2 separate regions of the Mus musculus genome follow, and region 1 is linked to region 2. Evidence: chromatin contacts called from public promoter capture Hi-C data. All regions are on one chromosome and are shown on one strand. The core of a region is the stretch at or near the end of the contact, and the rest is flanking DNA. Distances in the headings are between cores, read along the strand shown.

Evidence for each region. Promoter capture Hi-C pulls out the DNA fragments that hold promoters and counts their contacts.
Region 1: a contact with region 2 is called in a promoter capture Hi-C map of maxillary cranial neural crest. The contact joins the enhancer-like site here to the promoter of H3c2 in region 2. A contact is called at or near these places in 5 of 39 promoter capture datasets (cranial neural crest, frontonasal cranial neural crest, hippocampal neurons and 2 more), 3 of 115 datasets of contacts at active chromatin or transcription factors (astrocytes, forebrain and stem cell-derived neural progenitor cells) and 1 of 9 other capture datasets (liver).

What each region holds. Positions count from the first base shown.
Region 1 is chr13:24,712,445-24,715,739 of GRCm38.p6, reverse strand. It overlaps Ripor2 (RHO family interacting cell polarization regulator 2), which reads right to left. Exons shown (of 23, transcript NM_029679.2): 17 at 1,983-2,118; 18 at 289-450. Among named protein-coding and RNA genes, the nearest start is that of Armh2, 27 kb to the left of the region's middle. Within about 2 kb of position 1,944, at least 40 of the 459 cell types and tissues checked have an H3K27ac peak or open chromatin away from gene starts, as enhancers often do. A contact at or near this core is called in neural stem cells, where this site is marked.
Region 2 is chr13:23,750,596-23,753,635 of GRCm38.p6, reverse strand. It overlaps H3c2 (H3 clustered histone 2), which reads right to left and starts at 1,291. Exons shown (of 1, transcript NM_178203.3): 1 at 796-1,291. The coding sequence starts at 1,256. The coding sequence ends at 846. It overlaps H2ac4 (H2A clustered histone 4), which reads right to left and starts at 2,548. Exons shown (of 1, transcript NM_175660.3): 1 at 2,044-2,548. The coding sequence starts at 2,503. The coding sequence ends at 2,111.

The sequences.
Region 1 (3,295 bases), core at 695-3,194, 960 kb before region 2:
CATGCCTTCCCTGACAGGATGGGCAGTACCTCCTGAGATGTGAGCCAAAGTCTACCCCTCCTTTAGAAGCCGTTTCTGTCAGGCAGTTTGCCACAGCCGAGTGGGAGGTGGGGGATGATGGATACAGTACTTTAAAAGACACCACCGCTGCTATTCTCCATGCTCAGCATCTTTTTTGTAGTCAAGCTGGCTATCCCATCTTTCCCCTGGAGAGCGTGTAATTCTCTTTTGAGGCTGGCCTCATCCCCCCTGGGCTGCGGGAGGACAGCCTCTCACAACGGTCTGTACCTGGCTCTGCCAGTCCTGGATAGTCTTTGTTGATGCTTCTGGCGAAGCTGGCCTCCAGCTGCTTGATGAGGCGGGCAGCGGAGCTGTGGTAGACCCCGCTGGGGCTGCAGCATTTGGTCCAGAAGGCCAGCAAGGAGAGCTTTTTGTGAAATTCTGGTATGGCTGGAAGAGAAGAGGGATGTTAATGAAGAGAGGATGATGGCAACCTGGGTCTGGTGGTAAGCTGTCCCAGGGACATTAGAGCCTGTCTTTTGTGTTTTTAAAAACCTTTATTTTGTTTTATTTTTAACAATATTTTCATTCATTCATTCATTATCTAAGACTAGGTCTCATGTAACCCAGTTTATCCTCAAACAAAGGGATAACCTTGAATTCCCAATCTTCTTGTCTATCCCCTCCGCCCCCCCCAGGCAAATTTCCCTTCTTTCCTTTTTCTTTCATCGTGTGTGTGTGTGTGTGTGTGTGTGTGTTACTGGGGATTGATCCTAGGATCTCAGGAATGCACTACCACTGAGTTACATCTCTAACCTTTTTACTAATGATTTTGAAATATGTCTTGCCCAGGGTAACCTTGATCTCACTCTATAGCACAGGCTGACCTTGAAGTGGTCTCAGTGTCCTGAGTAGATGAGATTAGATATGCCCCCACAGGCACTAGGACTGTGCTTTTCTACTGGAACTACTACAGTCTTTGTGGATTGGTAGGCGGTCCAGAGAAAAACCCCTCCTCCCTGGAGCAAAGAGACCTCAGTGACTACTCAGCTGTTTGTTCTCAAAGACAAGGCACAGCTGCTCAGCCTTGGGGAGGCCACACTAAACTCCTGTGACTTTATAGCAAAAACGCCATACAGAATAAGCCCTCGGAGGGGCCGGAACACGGCAGGGTTTGCTGGAAGAGCCTTTCCTCTGCCCCAGGCTCCCAGGTCAGTCCAAGCAGACAGCACGGGCAGGTGGCACATGCTCACAATCACACTTGTGGGTGCCTGTGATCAGGACGAGGCTGTAGTAGAGCACGAGACACAACTCATTTGCAGCCCGAATGTCTGCCATTTCTCCCACCATTTAGTTACCTGCCAAAGTCACTGCTCTTAGCAGGAATAGAAAAGAGAGGCAGAAATGCATCGGGAGAACTTCAGGGTGGGTTCAGGCTCAGTTACAGATTTCCCAGAAGTCTCTGTTTCCATTCATATCTGATGTGAAAAAGGACAAACCCTTGCCTTTATGAAAGAGTCCAGTGGCCAGATCACAAAAAGTCAAGGGTATCTACTCCATGGCATGTTCTGCTGTGAAGCTGAAGAATGGCTCAATTGGTAAAATGCTTGCCTTGAAAGCACAAGGACCCGGGTTTGAACACCGGGACCCACAGTTAAAAAGCTGGTTACATAGTGCTTGTAACCTCAGTGCTAGGGAGGGGTGAGAGAGAAACAAGAGGATCCTGGGCTTGCTGGCTAGCTAGCCTAGTGAGCTTCAGGCTAGTGAGAGATCCTGTTTCAAAAACCAAGGTAGATGGCTACTAAGGAATGAGGTCTGATCTTCGCACACATTGAACCGTCCCCCAAAGTTCTGCACCAGACACAAGCTCGGAGCCAGACTGAGGCTGGAGTATACTCAGCTGCCTCGCCACTGAGTTCCAGTGAGCATGCGTGGTCGGGCGTGCTTCGGTTCCAGGGATGGCCTGCAGGTGGCGGGCTTACCTTCCACCACAGAGGTGATGTTCCCGAGGTTCTCGTCACTCACGGCTGCCAGCTTCTGCATCACAAGGACCTGCCTCGACAGCTTCTCCAAGAGACTTCTTGCCACAAAGGGGGTTTTGCTAGAGAAGACGATTTGCTGACAAGACAAATAAAAGCCCTTTTAATGATGACAAGGGCAGTGACCTTCCCCTCCGGATCCTTCCCGAAGAGGTTGCAGAGGCAGAGCTCTGCTGCACTTTTAGTCCCAGTTTGTCAGTGTTCCTCAGGTCAGAAAAATCACACCTGGTTTTGTTACTTTCAAGCTTTTTACATATTCTGGAGATTTCTCACTGGCAGAGCTTCAATTTATTGTGAATTTTCCATTTTCTTCTCTCTCTTCTCCCCCGCCTCTCTTTTTCTTTCAGACAGGGTCTACCATGTGCTTCAGACTGGCCTGAAACTATGTAGCTCACTCTGCCCTCAAACTCATAATCCCCCTGCCTTAGCTTCCCAAATACGTGCTATAAACTCCACCCTCAGCCCTGCCCTTCGTTCTATGTAAAGTTCCGTCTCCTTGAAGATAGCAGAGGGCATTTAGGCTGTGACCTGGGGGACGAGCAGTATAGGATTTGTTTTTATGAGTGCTTGGGTTTTTCACTGCGTGGTTTAATTTCCCTGTTTCCAAGCTGAAAGTTAAGAGGATATCATCATATGGTCATTCTTGTGGTTAGAGCTATCCCAGTGTAATCCAAGAGTGCTGCCGGTATTCCTGGTGCCGTTCTGAGCCCTATACGAGTGCTAGTTCACACATGTCTCATGGTGACCTGATGAAGTGAGTCCTATTTTGTTGACAGAAAACACTTTGTGACTGAGGCACACCCAGGGTAAGTAACTGGCCCAGTGCCACAGAAACAGAGATTGGCTTCACTTGTGTTGGGGGGGGGTGGGGGGGCAGGAAAAGGAGCTCTGAGACAGGAAAGGACCTAAGCAACTCGTTGCTCCAAGGCTCTGCTCCTTCTGTGACCCTTGGAAACCTGCCCAGGTTACCTGGTAGGCAGGGATGGCAGGCATGACCCCTGGGTGATAATGACACTGCCATGCCACACTGTCTAGATCACTCGAACCCTAAAGATAAATGGAATTCTCAAACTCCAGAGTCTAACAAGTACCCAAGTGTGGTGGTGTATGCCCGTAGTCCCAAAACTCGGCAAGTAGAGGCAGGAAGGTCAGGTCAAGGTCAGCCTCAGCTACACAGCTAAGTTCTAAACCAGCTTGGGCTACAAAATAAAAGTCAAAACAAAATGAAAGTATCAGTTACACACCGATGTCTTTCC
Region 2 (3,040 bases), core at 42-2,541:
CAGGTTTTAATGTCATTGTTGTATTTGCTATTATTATCCCTGGAAAATATATCCACACGAATCACCCACAAGTTAAATCTTGGTAGTTTGTTGTCTATTCACATTCCCGATATAGGCAGTGTTACATGTAAGAAAGTAGTGGGAAAGGGATGGGAGCCAATGTCTGGAGTGAGAGGTTGTGTAGAGAGGCCTCTGTAGTTTAAAGTTCAGAAATATAGTGAAAAAATTTACAAAAACTAAAAATTTCTGACGATTGCTTGAAATATCCCAGCATAATGTAAATTGTATTTAACTTGAAATACTACTTTTCAGCATCTATTAAAACATAGAAAACAAAATTTTTTAAGTTTTGTACTAGATTTCAATGAGTAACAGCAAAAACAGTAAACATTGCACAAGCTTCAGGACAGACAAGTGTTGGAACCAGAAATATGTGAACAAAAGACACCTGGATATGACCTGTAGTGGAAATTACACAAGAGAGCACAAATATATAGCACGAAAACAAAAACAAAAAAAGACAAAACCCAAGAACAGACCAAAAAGGAATCAAGACAGGCAATGCTTATGACATAAAGCCTGACAGTCCATTACTTTTGGCCACTTATTGTAATATGTAAATTACTGTTTAATTTAAAGGCAGTTTCCAGGACATGAGCTCAAATACCAGCAACAACTGAAGTGAGAACTGATGCCTACTGAAGAAAGCAACAGTATACTTTGTAACTAGATAAATCTTTGAAAAACAAAGTTTCCAAGACAGTAGAAAAGTAACAGCTGCTTTTACAGAAACTGTGGGTGGCTCTGAAAAGAGCCTTTGGGTTCCAGTTTGCACTTTGTTTCGTTTAAGCCCTCTCCCCACGAATGCGGCGGGCGAGCTGGATGTCCTTGGGCATGATGGTGACACGCTTGGCGTGGATGGCGCACAGGTTGGTGTCCTCAAACAGACCCACAAGGTAGGCCTCGCTCGCCTCCTGCAGAGCCATGACGGCCGAGCTCTGGAAGCGCAGGTCGGTCTTGAAGTCCTGCGCGATCTCGCGCACCAGGCGCTGGAACGGCAGCTTGCGGATCAGCAGCTCGGTCGACTTCTGGTAGCGCCGGATCTCGCGCAGCGCCACGGTGCCGGGACGGTAGCGGTGAGGCTTCTTCACGCCGCCGGTGGCCGGGGCGCTCTTGCGGGCGGCCTTGGTGGCCAGCTGCTTGCGCGGGGCCTTGCCGCCGGTGGACTTGCGAGCGGTCTGCTTAGTACGAGCCATGACTTTAACAAGGGAAAATAGACTGACACTATAGTGAGCTGCAAGGCGCTGTCCACCTTTTATACAATCAGACTATCCGCTATTGGACCGAAGAACATTCAAAGGGCCCGCGCTTTGTTGGGATTGGTCAGCCTCTGCTTCTAAATCCTGGTTAAAAAGCTTTCAGAACATGCACACTCTCCGCCTCTCTTCCCCTCCATCTTTGCTATCACTTTAATTTTACACTGTAGTGTATATAACTCCTGTGAACAGAAATTTTACATAAGAAAGTTTTACATAATTTTACTTACATACATACATCAAATTGTCTCAAGCTTTGAAAACTCAATTCAGGTAATCAAACAAGTGAACATAGAAATTTAAAGTAGGTTTTGTGAGCTTTGCAAGACCTAGTTTAAATAAATGTAGTTTATCAATTCTAAAATCAAATATTTGCAAACCGATACACACAGGCAGATCATGTTAGTTAAAATACTGCCGAAACTATGGAAGTGGGATTTAATGGCCCTTAGCCCTTACTACCATTATGCTCTAGACAATCGTGACGTGAATGACAAACCTGGGTGCCAAATTTCTACTAAAAATTTATATAGTATGTTCTAAAGGTTTCATCTCTTACACACTTTTGACTCAAACTAAGGAAGGTCGTAAGATTTATCGCAGGGACTAACAGTATTAAAATCAATTTACTAAGATTGAAAGCTACTTCGTAACTTTTTCATATGTAGTATAAAAACTGTAGTGGAAGAACGTTTCACGAGGTGGCAGCTCATTTTATGGAAAGATGTGGGTGGCTCTGAAAAGAGCCTTTGTTTTGGTTAACTTTCAACTGGGCAGTACAGACAATCGCCAGATTACTTCCCCTTGGCCTTGTGGTGGCTCTCGGTCTTCTTGGGCAGCAGCACGGCCTGGATGTTGGGCAGGACGCCGCCCTGCGCGATGGTCACGCGGCCCAGCAGCTTGTTGAGCTCCTCGTCGTTGCGGATGGCCAGCTGCAGGTGGCGCGGGATGATGCGCGTCTTCTTGTTGTCGCGGGCCGCGTTGCCCGCCAGCTCCAGGATCTCGGCCGTCAGGTACTCCAGCACGGCCGCCAGGTACACCGGGGCGCCGGCGCCCACGCGCTCCGAGTAGTTGCCCTTGCGGAGCAGCCGATGCACGCGGCCTACGGGGAACTGCAGGCCGGCCCGGGAGGAGCGGGTCTTGGCCTTAGCGCGGGCCTTGCCACCCTGCTTTCCGCGTCCAGACATGTATGCGTTTAAGTATCAGTAAAGGCAAAGCAGAGAAAGGAAAAGAATATATAGTAAATTCTGCAACTGAACAGCAAGCATTTATACTAACTGGAGGTATTCTGTTTGTGTTTCTCCCATTGGTTAATATATCGTACCCAATAGAAAGCCAGAATTTGAGCTCCTCATTTGCATAAAGGCCTGCATTTTATTTTTCGCATCCAGTCCTTTTTCATATCGTTCTTTAAAAAATAAAAACCACGTAGATTCTGGGATTTAAACTCTGGTTTTCATGATTAATAGTTAAGAACTTTTTTTTACTTTCTTTTCCAGTTTTTACTTAAATGGAAATAAGTAACTGACTGATTTTCTTGTTGTTTTCATCAAGGTCTTTGTAGTTTTAGAAACTCTGAAATATAGAGTAGGAGTGTTTCTGAGTTGTTAAGCTACTGTCCTGTTTTCAGGGTTTAGAATTGTGTTTTTATGACAAGGAAAGTCAGTGTGGCACTTCCTCCATCTTGTATTCCTGGTAAGGCCATTTCAGGTTTAACTACTTCT